2 separate regions of the Cricetulus griseus genome follow, and region 1 is linked to region 2. A link is a contact called in public Hi-C data. All regions are on one chromosome and are shown on one strand. The core of a region is the stretch at or near the end of the contact, and the rest is flanking DNA. Distances in the headings are between cores, read along the strand shown.

What was found. Hi-C and Micro-C count contacts between places; a contact is called where the count stands out from the background.
Region 1: a contact with region 2 is called in a Hi-C map of the CHO-K1 cell line, with 4 times the contacts expected there. The contact joins the enhancer-like site here to the promoter of Irf2bp2 in region 2. A contact is called at or near these places in 7 of 8 Hi-C or Micro-C datasets (the CHK-Q cell line, the CHL-YN cell line, the CHO-K1 cell line and 3 more).

What each region holds. Positions count from the first base shown.
Region 1 is chr3:203,677,526-203,680,225 of CriGri-PICRH-1.0, forward strand. No RefSeq gene overlaps it. Among named protein-coding and RNA genes, the nearest start is that of Tomm20, 100 kb to the right of the region's middle. Within about 2 kb of position 1,311, at least 6 of the 6 cell types and tissues checked have open chromatin away from gene starts, as enhancers often do. A contact at or near this core is called in the CHO-K1 cell line and fibroblasts, where this site is marked.
Region 2 is chr3:203,411,125-203,413,824 of CriGri-PICRH-1.0, forward strand. Irf2bp2 (interferon regulatory factor 2-binding protein 2) reads right to left here and starts at 1,302. Exons shown (of 2, transcript XM_027404792.2): 1 at 247-1,302. The coding sequence starts at 1,189.

The DNA.
Region 1 (2,700 bases), core at 61-2,560, 270 kb after region 2:
ATCATCAGCCAGCAGTAAAAACACACAGGAGGGAGATGGTCTGGCTGGAAATGAACTGCAAATTGATAAACATGTAGTTGTTAATGCGGTGTTTATTATTTTTTACTGGGATAAAAATTAACTTGTGCAGCCCTGGCCAGGCAGCAGCTTGAACTCTACCATCTGGGTGGTGGAAAAAACTTATTTCTGGAGCCCCAGGTTACAAGTTACTATTGCCAGACTGTGTTTGTGAACAGGCCCTGTATGTCCAGAACTGAGAAGGGCTTCAGCTATGCACCAGAGAACCTGCCAGGGCAGCAAAGACGACTCCCAGGGGGGTGCCACTCTCAGGATACTCTGAGTTCTGATTTTTTACATGAATGTATATATGCCAGTGTATGGGGAGGCCAGAGTCAACCTTGCCTGGACAGCAAGCTCCAGGGATCTGCTTGCCTCCACCTCCCCAGCACTGGGATTACAATCCCATGTCACCGCACCTACTGTTTTAAACGCAGGTTCTGGGTTACTGAACTCAGGTTCTCATGCGTGTGAGAGCAGCACTTTACCAGCCATCTCTCCAGAACTAATTTCACATTTCAAGTCGAGAAAGGGCTGCCAACTTCCTAGAAAATCACTTCACCATAGGAAAAGAGCTGGGCTACAAGATGGCCCTTCTAGAGGCAAAAAAAGATTGCAAAGGATGCACCATGGAGGGTATGGGGGAGGATGCTCTAGGGACTAGCCTAAGCAAGCACAGCCAGTCATGTGACAACCCGAGCAGCTGCCCCAGCTGCAGAGCCGACCTCTCTGTCCCCAGGGGCCCTTTTCCATCAGCTGGATCAATTTACTTTAGCTACAGTGCCCTACACAAGCAGAGACTGAATTATGACTCGTGGAAATTCCCTCTGTATCAGGGAACCAGGTAGCTTTCAAACTCCCAACAATTGATGGCCCGTTTGGTCAAAGGAGAATAAAGGGGGGTGGTAGACAGCAGGCAAGGCTATGCATTTCCAAACAGGCTGTTTGGTTTCTAGTAAATTAGGAGTGGGTGGTGGAGGGACCAGTAATGTTACCCTGTAGTATGCGGTCTTCTTTGACGTCAGCAAGCTGTTTCTCTCCCTTTCTCCTCTTGCCCTCCTTTCTCTCTCCTTTCTATTCCTTGTCCCTTCCCTCCTCCCAGCCTCCTTACAGCACAGAAACATGCCAAAAACAGCTCAAGAGTTTTGCAACACAGCTCCAAGTTCAGAAGATTTCCCTACATTGACAACAGAGCAGTGCAGAATGCAGGCTGTAGTGGGAGGTAGGCAAGTCAGAAAGACACACACCAAAAAAGTTCAGTGACTCAGAGCAGGAAGCGGGACATGTGCTGGAGGGAGGAGGCGGTCACCACCACAGGCTGTACATTCCTGCCTTGCTTGGCCAGGTTAGCCGTCCCCTCTGAGGGAGCATTCCACTGTGGCAATAACACACTCTGGTCTCAGGCAGTCCTGAAATAGTATCTTGGAGAGCATGTGCCCTCCTGCTCTGTGGCCACTCAGCTTGGCACCCGGCCTGGTTTCCTGGCTCCTCCTGTTTCTTCCACCAAGACATGTTCTCTGCTCATCAAAGACAGTAATAGCTACCCTCATGTCAGTACAGAACTAGTGTGAGTAAGACTGCAAGGCTGGCCAAGCACTCAAGGCCCAGACCAGAAATGCTCTTGTTTTCACGTAAATTACAATTGTGTGCACTCATACGCATCCACATATGCACATGCACACAAATACATATATGCATACATGCTTGCACATGCACACACAAGTACACATGCATGATTGCTTCAAAAGAGACACGCTGTGTGTATTGGAGTGGGCCACTTCCTGGGTGGTGAATCTTAGCAAGGCTACTTGGTCTCAGGAGTAAAATGACTGTGTGCCTTTTTCCTGCAAGCAGCTGCTTTGAAGTTGGAATATATGTGTGTGTGTGTGTGTATATGAATATGAATATTATATTAGTCTTTGAAGGCAGAATATATATGATGTGAAGGTAGACATGGGACCAAATGGGGAAGGAGAACCTGAAGGAGATGGGGGAGGAAGAACAAAACAGGGTAAAAGATAGCAAGGGGGAGAAAGATAAAATATCACGCATCTTCTCTCACATATGAAACTAGATTTAGCTATATTCACATATATGCATGGCATGAAAGCAGGAAGCCTTATTTAAAGGGAGGGAGAGGACCAGTGAAGAGAGGGAGGACAGGGGAGGATAGTAGGGGAAACAAATACAAATATATGAATGGAAATGTCATCATGAAATCCATTATTTCATAGACAAAAAAAATGCCAATTAAAAAAAATAGTGGTAAAAAGAAAGACAGATGGACAAGACCTCAACCCCATGACTTTGGCCTGGTGAAGTCCCAAGTTGGGTTGGGGGCAAAAGCAGAGAGCAGGCCTGGATGTGCCGCTGGCCCCTCCTCCATCCTCTGAGCTGGAAAGCAAGGGTATTAGAGGACTCAGAACAGGAAGACTGTGTAAGCCAGTGCCCCAAATGTTCTCTACAGGCATGAGGTCGTGGGAAAAACACACACACACACAGAATGAAGAGTGAGGATCTATTCCAAAATTAGATAGGAAACATGATGAAATGTGTACACATGTGCCTTCAGTCTTAGGACCCGGGACTGCATGGAATTGTCACGAGAAGATAAAGCCATTCAGTAAGAGCTCAAGTCAAACT
Region 2 (2,700 bases), core at 52-2,551:
GTTCAGCAAAGGAACCACGTTGCTCCTAAGCGCTGTTTCAGCCTTAGGCCGACCAGGAAGTTGGCTGTTTGTTGTTTCTGGGCTAAGTAAAAACCGTGCATGTTAGAGTGGCTTCCCCAGCATACACGAGTGCACGCTGTCTGTCTCTAACGTCCACGCCCTCGATCCCTTCTCCCCTCGCCCCACAGCCGCCCCTACCTGCTTTAGACCCGTTGGCCCCGTTGGCCTCGAAACCCAACAACCTGCCTGCAGTCAGGGCCGGCTCCTTCTTGAACTTGCTCTCGAAGGGCCCCGAGTGGCCGTGCTGGTGCAGCGCCAGTAGCGTGTCGCGCACCGTCTTAGGCCTGCTGGACCAGTCCTGCTCCCCGGGCGCTCGACCCTTGCCTGCACCGTCGGCGCCCAGCTCGCTCGCCCCAGACGCGCCGGATAAGCTGTCGGCTGGGCTCCGGTGCGCGGGCTGTGCCTTCTCCTTGTTCGGCTCACGAGCCTCGTGCTCTGCCGCGCCGGACACCGACGCCGGCCGTTTGTGGGTGCCCAGCTCGGCGGGCTGGGAGCCCAGGCCCGGTGTTCCACTCACCGCGGCCAGTGTGGCCGCAGCACGGCCGCTTAGCCCCAGTGCGGCGGAGCCGTTCACCAGAGGCACCAGGGTGGGCGGCACGGCGTGTGCGCGCCGAGGGTTCGGGCTCTGGCGATTCAGCTCGGGCGGCTCCTCCAGCTTGGAGAAGCCGTTGGGCACCAGGATGCCGTTCGCCGGCGCGGGCTGCGGTGCGGCCGACTGCGGGAGGCCCGCACCGGCACGAGTGCCAAAGTCAGAGGACAGGCGCGGGGCCCGATCCGGCGCCAGCGGGTAGCGCTCCATGGCCTGAGCGCGTGCGGCCTCGGCGCCCGCGTGGCCCAGCTGCGGCGGCGGCTGCAGCAATAGGTCCTTGGCCGACAGTGGCGGTGGCTTGGCGGTCGAGGGTTGAGCGCCGGTCGGGGAGCGGCCCTCGGAGAAGCAGCCGTGAGCACGCTTCAGCTGGCGCGCCGTCTCGATGACGAACTCCACGCGGTCGGCGCCCTCGTAGTTGACGCAGCCGCGGCACACGGGCTCCGTGAAGTCCCAGATCATGGCCCAGGGCATGCGGGGCAGGTCACACAGATAGCACGACTGGCGCCGAGACGCGGCCGCCACCGCCACCGCCGCGGCCATGTCCGCACAGCCTGCCGCGCCACAGGAGGAACCGGGCGAGGAGGGGACGCCGCCGCCCCCCGCGGTCCCCGCGCGCGCGCGCCGGCCGGCCCAAGCCCGCGTCTGCGCGACTAGCGGCGGCGGCGGCCGCAAGCGAGGAGGCGGCGGCGGCGGCAGAGCCCGGGCCGGCGCGGCGCCCGCGCGGCGCCCCCGGGGCACGAGGGGGCGGCGGGCGCGCGGCGGGGCGCGGCTGCAGGTCCCCACGGGCGGCGGGGCGGCGCGGCGTGCGCGGGGGCGGCGGCTCGGCCGGGGCGCGGGCTCGGGCCTCCAGACCGGGGCGAAGACGGGCCGCGAGCGCAGCAGGTCGCGGCGGCGCCGGGCGCGCAGAGCCGCGCGGGGACGGGGGACGCGGGGCAGCCGCCGGGGCAGCTCAGCCCGAGCGGCGGGGCATGCCGCACGCTAAGGCGTGCAGCTCGGTCCTAGGCCCCGGCGCAGCCGCTGCACAGCACCCAGTGCAGCTCAGCTCCTGCGCCGCTGCTGTCGCTGCTGCTACCGCCGCGGCCGCTCCACTTCTACAGACTTGATTCTTCGACAGCTCTGCACGGCGCCTGCGCGGCCCCCTCCCTCCCTGGCGCGCGCGGCCTCGTGTGCCCGCCCTCCCTCCGCGCTCTCGCGCGCGCCGTCCTGGATTCTTCCCTTTCTCGATCGCGTGCGCGCAGGGGCTGGAATACCGCACGAGTTCGCGCGGCCCTGATGCTGCAGGTGTGCAGCTCTCAGCCCTTGGGGTCGTCTGTGTCCCCCACCCCCACCCCCCGCCTACCCCGCTAGGATGCTCCACCCCACGGCCGTGTCCTTTTGATTAAATTGTGCAAACTGTTTTATTTTACACGCAATGTCACTTTGTCACTGCTTGGTTACTGGCAGCCTCCTGAGCAGGGGATTTCGAGCATAGTAAGGTGCACTTTATTAGACTTTTCTGTTAAGAGTCTCACTTGGCCTAAGATGAGCGTGCGCGCGCGCAGTCAACACGCTTAGCCCTGCTTTGGTCGAGGAAGCAACACAGTCGCTGTCCCTTTAAGTTTTACAAACTCCAGACGGCCTGGTGCACTCTGGCAGGCCCGGCCTCCTTTGCGCGTGCACTAAAAAGAGGATGCATAACCCAGGCTCATCAGGGCCCTCGGCGCCGCCGCCCCAGCGTCTTATGTAGGTCCGCGCGGCAAGCGCGTGACGTGGGCAAGGGACGCCGCCACTGCGCAGGCTCCACATAGACGTGCACAGCGCCGCGGGCTCTGAGGCCGAGCCGAGCTAGTGCACATTCCAGGGATGTGGGCTCTGCAGCCCGCCGCGTCACGGCGCAGGTCCCGCCCCCGAACTCTGGCTCGCAGGCCCTGCCCCACTACCTCCACCCCGGCCGAACTTGGAGTGGCCAGCCCCAGGCGCCGGCTACCCCTTGTGCGCCAGAGGCGTGCGGCTGGCGGGTGGATTTGGCTCTCCGTTGTCCCACCCGGCTTATCCCAATGGGCGCAGATGCG